Regions from separate parts of the Sus scrofa genome. Here regions 1 and 2 are each linked to region 3. Evidence: chromatin contacts called from public HiChIP or PLAC-seq and promoter capture Hi-C data. All regions are on one chromosome and are shown on one strand. The core of a region is the stretch at or near the end of the contact, and the rest is flanking DNA. Distances in the headings are between cores, read along the strand shown.

Region 1 (2,804 bases), core at 38-2,537, 600 kb before region 3:
TTTTCCTAAGGCGTTGCTTATCTTTCTCAGAAACTTGAAAGCATTATCTTCTAACATTCTATACCCAGTGAATCCAGTTTAAAACTAGGGAAAATTGTTTCTACTAGTTTCAATTAAATTACCAACAATTTTCAAACCTTGTAATAGCAAGACTCTAATTTGCATTTCTCAGTACTCAACATTTATTTTTTTGGCCAAGTTTTCACTTTGTAAAAGTCTCTTCCTGTCCACATTTGACCCTTCAAAAGCAAGAAGGAAGGTTTCTATGTGGGATCCTAATAACGTAACTGAGTACTACAAAGGGCCTGCCTATGTTTTCCAATTCTGAAAAGTATAAACTGAGGTTTTGCCACTAAAGACTGGAGGTCATTGGCAAGTACAGTTTTTGAAAAGCTATAAACATGATTCATACAAAGTGAGCCTGTGGCAAGAATTTACTGAACTCATAATGAAGGAGCAAGATGAATGGTAAAAATTATAAAAATCTTGGAAATAGAGTAATAAAACTACAACCTTCAGTAGTATTTTTTTTTTCTCCCAGTCAGAAATTGCATCTCCATTAGACAGAAAAATGTAACTGCAAAGCCTGGGCCCTACTCAATACTGTCAGGCAAAAGTATAGTCTTCTAATAATTACTTGATTCAGGCAAGCCTGTTAGACAAGGCTCTATTTTGACTTTGAAACAACATGTAGCTATCCTTTTGCATTTTCAGAGATGAGATGTTTATAATTTTCACAATGGTGAAAACTTTTCATCACAAAAGTTTGTTTTCATAAATAAGTTAACTGCCCCCCTTTCCCCCTCTTTCATGATTTCTGATACTATGAGTAGATAGGTTATTTGGAATTAAAAACTCCTGCTACTTAATAAACCTAAAACTTCAAATTAAGTGGGACTTGACCATTGGAATCGCCAGAAACTTAATACACTTTCAAGGTTTCGAGGCAAAAACTCTCTATCCCGGTACAGGATTCAAACACAGTACTGTAACTACCTAAGTCAGGGTAAGGTGACCATAGCTGCCCAGGAGCGCTGTCACACCAGCACTAGCGGCTCGCCCCCACGCCGCAACTCCAGCGCGACCCGGCCTTCATTTCACTGACCGAAGCCCCGCTTCCTCGGTCTTTTGTTCAGAGTTGGATTGTTTCCCGCCCACCCGTACCCGTCTTTCCTCTCTATCCTAGGAATGGGGTTAGGACCGTGAGGGAAACAGAGCCGGGAACAGGCGAGCAGCAAAAGCCTGTGGAAATACTCACCCCGCTCCACTCGGCCCCTGACCCCGGTCGCCCAGCCCAGCGGGGGCGGAGCGACGGGGCTGGGGGAGGGGAACCGGGGAGAAGGACCTGACGCTGTGCGAGGTACGGCCCAGTCAGCGGTCCCAGAAAAAAGAGTAATGGGCCTGGGGGGGTCAAAAGGACGGAGGTAGAAGAGCAGAGCCAGCAGCTGGGACGCCCACCACTAACAGGTCCTACACGTCCCTTAGCCGCCATCACCGAAGGCGACCCACTCAGAGCATGCGCAATGCACATCCCGCGCACCCTGAAACACAGCTCGCGCGGGCGGCTGACGTCGTGAGCTGCGTGCATTGGGCAGGGGCCAGGGGGCGTGACCTCCCTGAAGTATGCGACGGCCTCCCCCGAGGCCCCGCCCAGCAGTTTGCGGACCCAAGGGCCAGGCGGCGACTGTTTCCTCGGCACAGCACAAAGACGGCTCGTGAAGAGAGGTGCGGGCAGGTAGCTGAAGTCTGGGGGAGGGCGGTGCTGGCGGCTTCAAGAGCCTCTGCACACGCCCCTCCAACGAACAGCCAAATGTCTGGAAAATAAAAGGATGACCAGTGGAGAAAGGTAGGGCAAAAACAACGGAACTGAACAATTCCGTGCCCCTAGAATCTTCCTGAGAGGTTGGAGAACCGTGCCGGCTCTCACAACGCACACTGCAAAACTACTGTAAACACATTAAGCACAAGCACGACCCCTTTTAAAACTTAAGGACCGAGATGGAAGTTAGGGATTCGTAAATTGACAGTAGTACTGTCTGTGGCACAAACTCAGGGCAAGGGGAGGGAAATCTAGCAGCAGAATTAATTGGAGAGAAAGGTAAGGTAAAGGAAAGACAAGAAAAGCGTAGGAATAACAAGGGTAATCCAACTGAAATACTGAAAATGCAACGGCAGACATCTGAGGGAAAATAAGCATCTGCTCCTTTTAACACAACGGAATTAAATTTGTGTGAAAAGAAAGGAGTAAACACAGGCAAAGAAGTGAAAGGAAAACCTGCTTCAAACATACAGGGCATAGTTTTGATCTTGCACGACGGTTGTGTAAGATATCACCGTTGAAGAAAGGTGATTGGGTACACAGGACTCTGTACTATTTTTGCAATTTCCTGTTTGCCTATCATTACTGCGAAATAAAAAGGTCTTAAAAAGTGAAAGAACACTGATCAGTGGTGACCACGGCAAGGGAATGACTAACAAGGGGCTAAAGGGAATTTGGGAAGATGATGGAACTGTTCTGTATCTTTGTTTGCCAAATCTTGTAAAAAGAATAGATTTTACTGCAGGTGAAATAGTTTAAAACTCAATTTAAAAAAGGATACTGCTAACTGGGAGTTCCCGTCGTGGCTCAGTGGTTAATGAATCTGACTAGGAACCATGAGGTTGCAGGTTCGATCCCTGGCCTTGCTCAGTGGGTTAAGGATCCGGTGTTGCTGTGAGCTGTGGTGTAGATTGCGGACGTGGCTCAGATCCCGCGTTGCTGTGGCTCTGGTGTAGGCCGGTAGCTACAGCTCCAATTCGACCCC
Region 2 (2,749 bases), core at 107-2,606, 840 kb before region 3:
TTCAAAATCACAGGATGAGTAAACAAAGTCATGGTCTACATGGTTTACCATGGTCTACAGGCTCCATGTCTCTAGGCACCCCTCAGACCTCATCTAATGCCACACTACTCCTCATGCAGCTCCTCCACCCCTATCCTTCAGTTCAGCCCATGCTACTTATGAGAACACCTCTTCTTGGAAGGCTTTACCCATATGCTTGTCTGAATGGCTCCCTCTCTTTAGGATCTCAGCTCAAATATAAACTCTCCAGAGACACCTTCTTTTTAAAAAAAAATATTTGTATTTTTTCCATTATAGCTGGATTACAATGTTCGGTCAATTTTCTACTCTACAGCAAAGTGACCCAGTCACACATATATACATTCTTTTTCTCACATTATCCGCCATCATGTTCCATCATTAAGTGACTAAATACAGATCTCAGCGCTCTACAGCAAAATACTTCCTAACGCCACCCTATCCAGAGTAGCCACCCCCCACTCCAAGTCACTAACACCAAACCAACTGTGTTTTCTCAGGAGCTTGTCATACTTAAAATTATCTTTTGACGTTTAAATACTTTTATTTTCTACTTTCTCGTACCTAAAATATAGATTTTTATAAAAACAGAAACCTTCACTCTCGAAAATTGTATCCCCTGTTGCAGCCCTAGTGCCTAGAACAGAGCCCAGAACAGGGAAGACATTTTTAAAAAGTAATTATGAAATGAACTAACATCCCAGAAAACTTATCTATTTAATTTTCCAGGAGAAACTGGGGTTTAAAGAATTAAATGAATCACCCAAGGTCGCACAGTCAAAGTAGCAGCTTTGGAATTTAAGGCGCGATCTCGCATTAAAGCGTGGGTCTATATACAGTACGGCATGTTGCTTTACTAAAGTTTTTTTCAATGTACTGTGTTTCTTGTCAGTAGCAGTTAAGGCTCCGAAGTCTAATTTTACACAACATAAACACAATGCCCCACTCCACCACACGTACACACAGGAGCAAGATTTCTTCTTCCGACTTCAGCTCCACTGAACCTGCAGCGGGGGGGTTTGCCCAGAGCGCCTGCGCTGTGGGAAGGGCTTGGGCAAAGGCTTCTGGGATTGGTAGTCCTCGTCCCTTCTGCCCGCCGCATTCTCGTTAAAAAGAAATAAACCACGGTGAAAATTGGATACATCTGAATTGCACACAAATTAAATAAGACGCAGATTCTGGAAAGTGGTGCAGGCTTGTAGATTTCTACCGAGAGGCGGCTACCGGACCAGGCTCTGCGCAGACAGCCGCAGGGTCCTCGGATGGGCGGGGCTTGATCGCGGGGGTTTGTGGTTCCTTCCTGTCTTACTTCTCTCTTTTGCTCAGGCCCGTGGCGCCGGCAGGATGGGTGAGCTGTCGGGGGCTGTGCTGAGGGCGGCCGCACGTGGAACTTAGGGTTTCGGGAGGACAAGTGGGCAGATAGGAGCAGAGGGGTGAGGGAGAGCCACGGGGACGACCGATGATGAGAGCCGGGGTAGCGCGACTGCCGCTGGCACATGGCCCGGCGGGAACGGGCCCATGCGGCGCGGAGGCCGCGGAGCCAGAATCGCTGAGGGACGCAGGGGGCCCGCCGCCGCTTCCCCTGAGAATTGCCGAGGGTTCTCATTCTTTGGGGAAAGCAGAGCCGTTGGAGCGCTTGTGTCCCTGGTCCAAGGGGGACCTTGAGGCTCGGGCCATGAGCGTGATGTCAGAGTCTATCGGTCTGTAGTCAAGGTGAGACTAGGATCTGAAAAGATGTAAAATGTGATTAGGTGTATATTGTGCAGAACTAAGGTGATTTCGATTTTTAGGCAAGTGTCGCGGTCTTCGTACTGCCAGGAAGCTCCGTAGCCACCGACGGGACCAGAAGTGGCACGATAAACAGTACAAGAAAGCCCATTTGGGCACAGCCCTGAAGGCCAACCCTTTCGGAGGCGCTTCTCATGCCAAGGGAATTGTGCTTGAAAAAGTGTAAGTACATTGTTGCGTCCTTCAGGATTTGAGTAGGGTAACTCGAGAAAAATGCCCTTAAGGTTGGCTGTAAACCCTTGGTCTTTATGTAGCCGCAGTTGTTGGAAAGTTAAATAACCTCCAGAGGTTTCCAAACTTTAACATTGTTTCGAAGGAATTGTGGCATTGGAGTGGAAAAAGTAACAGTAATGAAATAATGGACATTAAAAGAGCGTATATGTGTGGAAACTGTTCTAAGAAAGTCGCACCCATCAACTATTTCATCTTTGCAGTCAATCACGTCTTTGCTCTTGAGAAAACAAATGTAGAGTATGCTGCATCTATTTACCAGTACTCAATTGTTTTTTGATTTTATAAAATGGCAATTGTAATTTTGTGGGTGTCTCAAGTTTAGTGGCAGTGAGGATCTGAATCCAGGCTTTATAGCTCTAGTTCTTCCTTCATATTTTACAGCTATAAAGAGGCCAGAAGTTTCTCCCATTGGTCTCATTAAACTAAGACTGAGAAAAGCTTGGTGGAAATTTAGCAATTTAGAATTAGGTCAAAAAGGTAGGAATATTGTGGGTTTTTTTTTTTTAATGAATTAAAATATGTGCCTTTTCAGAAAGTCAGCTCACTCCATTAATGCTGTTTATGTTTCAGAGGGGTTGAAGCCAAACAGCCAAATTCTGCCATCAGGAAGTGTGTCAGGGTTCAGCTAATCAAGAATGGGAAAAAAATTACAGCCTTTGTACCCAATGATGGTTGTTTGAACTTCATTGAGGTGAGTGTTGTCTGTTAG
Region 3 (2,700 bases), core at 115-2,614:
ACACATACCCATATGTTAAAGTTTTAATTTTTATTTATTTTTTTATTTTTTGCTTTCTAGGGTCGCACCCACCACATATGGAGGTTCCCAGGCTAGGGGTCCAGCCAGCCTACGCCACAGCCAGGCCAGATCCTACCGCATCTGCGACCTTCACCACAGCTCATACGTTAACCCACTGATGAGGCCAGGGATCAAACCGGCAACCTCCTGGTTCCTAGTGGGATTCATTTCCGCTGAGCCACGACAGGACCTCCCAAAGTTTTAATTATTAAGTCACTTATTTCATTTAGATATCTACATGTTTAATTATGTAACACACTGGGGAAATATGCCTGTAATATAAATCTAGCCCTTGCCACAGCTATCAGACCAGTAAAACAACAAACAACAAAAACAGGGATATAAATACTTGCTTCCTATTGGAAAACAATTCATAAGAAACTACATTATTTTCAAAATTAAATCATACAGTAAATGAAGTTACTTTCCCCCAATTCTGCAGTTTTCCCAGCTGTTTATTTTTCCTATCTCTAAGTCGAAAGTCTACTTTCTTTCAATCTTCTCGCTGGGTCTGCCATTTCATTGCAAGCAATTTGCATAGTAAAGTGGTAAGCCTGCACAAATCCTCTCCTTTGACGTGATGTTTGTCATTACAACTCTGCGGCAGACTGAGAAGTAAAATACATAAAAGTGTTTGCAGTCACGTGATAATACTAGATCTTCCTCCAGAGTGTAAGCTACGTCCAGCCTGGTTGTTTCCAATCATTTTCCATTATGAAGCCGCCTCCCTTCTAGGGCAGTATCCTGTGCACCAACCAGTGTTAAAACATCAGCTGCTGCCACAAGAGCTGTGGGGCGGAGCCAATAAGCAGGCGTGGGCCGTGCGCGGCACGCCACTTCACACCACGCACGCACACTCGTCGCTGCAGATCCTGTGTCTGTCACAGTAGGGACAGGAACTGTTCAAGAGGAGATGGTTTCTCCTTTCCCTGAGCATCTGGGAAGGGGAAGCTCCGAGGACCCGGTCGCTTGACACCGTTCGCCCGAATGGCCCCACAGGGGTTGGACACGCCGGCCAAGCGGCCAGCTCCCTACAGCTGAAGCCGGTCCCGGCGCCGACACCCTAGGCCGGTCGGGGAGCCGGGTGCCCCGGCCCCAACTGGCGCCTGGGGGCCCTTAGGGACCTAGCCGCCAGTCCCTCCGCCCTTCCGCCGGGTCCTCAGAAACAAACTAGGGGCCCGTACCACCTCATTCCCCGGCGCGCAACCTCTTACCATGCACGAATCCTCCAGGGCAGCTGAGTTGGCCGGCCAGAGAAACCCGTACCCCTGCCGCGGCGGCAGCGGAGGCGGCACCCTGTAGAGGAAGTACGTGGGCCCTGAGGGTGCGTCACTTCCGGCGGGCCATCGGCTGGCCCCGGTGGAGGTGCACCTGAACGGCGCTGACTTCTCAGCGCCGGTAAATGTGGCTAATTGGTAAATGTAGAGCGCCGGGTGTTTGAAGAGCACTGTGTTGGAAGGCGGAGGCGCAAAGATGAAGAGTGCACAATCTGTGCTGTGTGGAACGCACACCATAGTGAGCGAGATGGGTGGGAGGGTTCGTGGGGTGAGGGAGGCCCGAAAGAGCTTTCCTTGACAAGGGATCTTTGTACTGGACTTGAAAAATAAAACAAACATTTCTTTGGAATTGGCGTTGGGAGAGAGTTAGATCTTTTCAAACAGAGGTAAAGTAAACCTATTAGCGCAGTGGCAGTGGATCATTGTTATAGAAATCCGAAAAGGACATTTGGCGCCCTCTTGGATGGAGGATGGAGCCGCTTAGGCCTGCGCAGTGCTAGTTAAGGATGAACCTGAAATAACACCCCGTGAAGCCAAAGATGTTCTCTTTTTAAGAGTGAAACCCAAGTCTCCCAAACAACTCTTTAGCTCAACAACGCCCCCTCCCCGCAACAGCCACCACCAGTATTCCTGCTTGTTGTAAAAATTGGCATCCACTGAGTTCACCAGGGCAACTGCTCCCATCCCCATTGCCATGGTCGATCCATTTTTACCTCTTAAGTATCTGTCTACTTCATCACTAATACTACTACTCTTGTTCCAACTTTCATCATGTCCTATCTGAATTACTGGCGGCTGATCTGGGCATCTGTTCTTGCTCCACTCCCTCGAATTCATTTTCCAAGCCTTAGCAAGGCAAGCTTTTGAAATGTAAACCAGATTGTTGCTCCCCTGATTTAAACCTTTCCATAGTTTCCCATTGTTTTTGTTTTGTTTTTGTCTTCTTAGGGCCGCACCCGCAGAGTATGGAAGTTCCCAGGCTAGGGGATCACAGCCAAGCCAGATCCAAGCTGCATCTGCAACCTACCCCACAGCACAATACCAGATCCTTAACCCACTGAGGGAGGCCAGGGACCAAACCTACCTCCTCATGTATGCTAGTCAGGTTCCTTACCACTGAGCCACAAGAGGAACACCAGTTTCCCATCGTTCTTAGGAAGAACTTCAAACTCATAAACAAGACGTTAAGTGTCTGCCTACTTCTCTAGCCTCACCCTGCACAAGCTCCCCCTTTTTCCTGAGCTCCCTGCATGGGACTCTTTGCTCCTCAGTTTCTCAAATGCCACGTGCATCTTTCTGTCTCTACCTTTAAGCATGCTGTTCACTTTGTATGCTTCTCCTCCTATTTTTCTTCCAATTAACA

The links. Promoter capture Hi-C pulls out the DNA fragments that hold promoters and counts their contacts. HiChIP or PLAC-seq counts read pairs in DNA pulled down with a chosen protein or histone mark.
Region 1: a contact with region 3 is called in a promoter capture Hi-C map of liver, with 6 times the contacts expected there. The contact joins the promoter of ATG10 here to the promoter of ZCCHC9 in region 3. A contact is called at or near these places in 2 of 5 promoter capture datasets (fetal liver and liver) and 2 of 2 datasets of contacts at active chromatin or transcription factors (alveolar macrophages and skeletal muscle).
Region 2: a contact with region 3 is called in an H3K27ac HiChIP or PLAC-seq map of alveolar macrophages. The contact joins the promoter of RPS23 here to the promoter of ZCCHC9 in region 3. A contact is called at or near these places in 1 of 5 promoter capture datasets (liver), 2 of 47 Hi-C or Micro-C datasets (heart right ventricle and liver) and 2 of 2 datasets of contacts at active chromatin or transcription factors (alveolar macrophages and skeletal muscle).

Annotation. Positions count from the first base shown.
Region 1 is chr2:90,435,510-90,438,313 of Sscrofa11.1, reverse strand. ATG10 (autophagy related 10) reads right to left here and starts at 1,287. Exons shown (of 5, transcript NM_001190281.1): 1 at 1,259-1,287. It overlaps LOC110259416 (a long non-coding RNA gene), which reads left to right and starts at 1,600. Exons shown (of 4, transcript XR_002341795.1): 1 at 1,600-1,846.
Region 2 is chr2:90,679,288-90,682,036 of Sscrofa11.1, reverse strand. RPS23 (ribosomal protein S23) reads left to right here and starts at 1,356. Exons shown (of 4, transcript NM_213764.1): 1 at 1,356-1,366; 2 at 1,809-1,968; 3 at 2,611-2,731. The coding sequence starts at 1,363. ATP6AP1L (V-type proton ATPase subunit S1-like protein) reads right to left here and starts at 1,055. Exons shown (of 11, transcript XR_002341797.1): 1 at 983-1,055.
Region 3 is chr2:89,838,676-89,841,375 of Sscrofa11.1, reverse strand. It overlaps ZCCHC9 (zinc finger CCHC-type containing 9), which reads right to left and starts at 1,364. Exons shown (of 7, transcript NM_001244220.1): 1 at 1,275-1,364.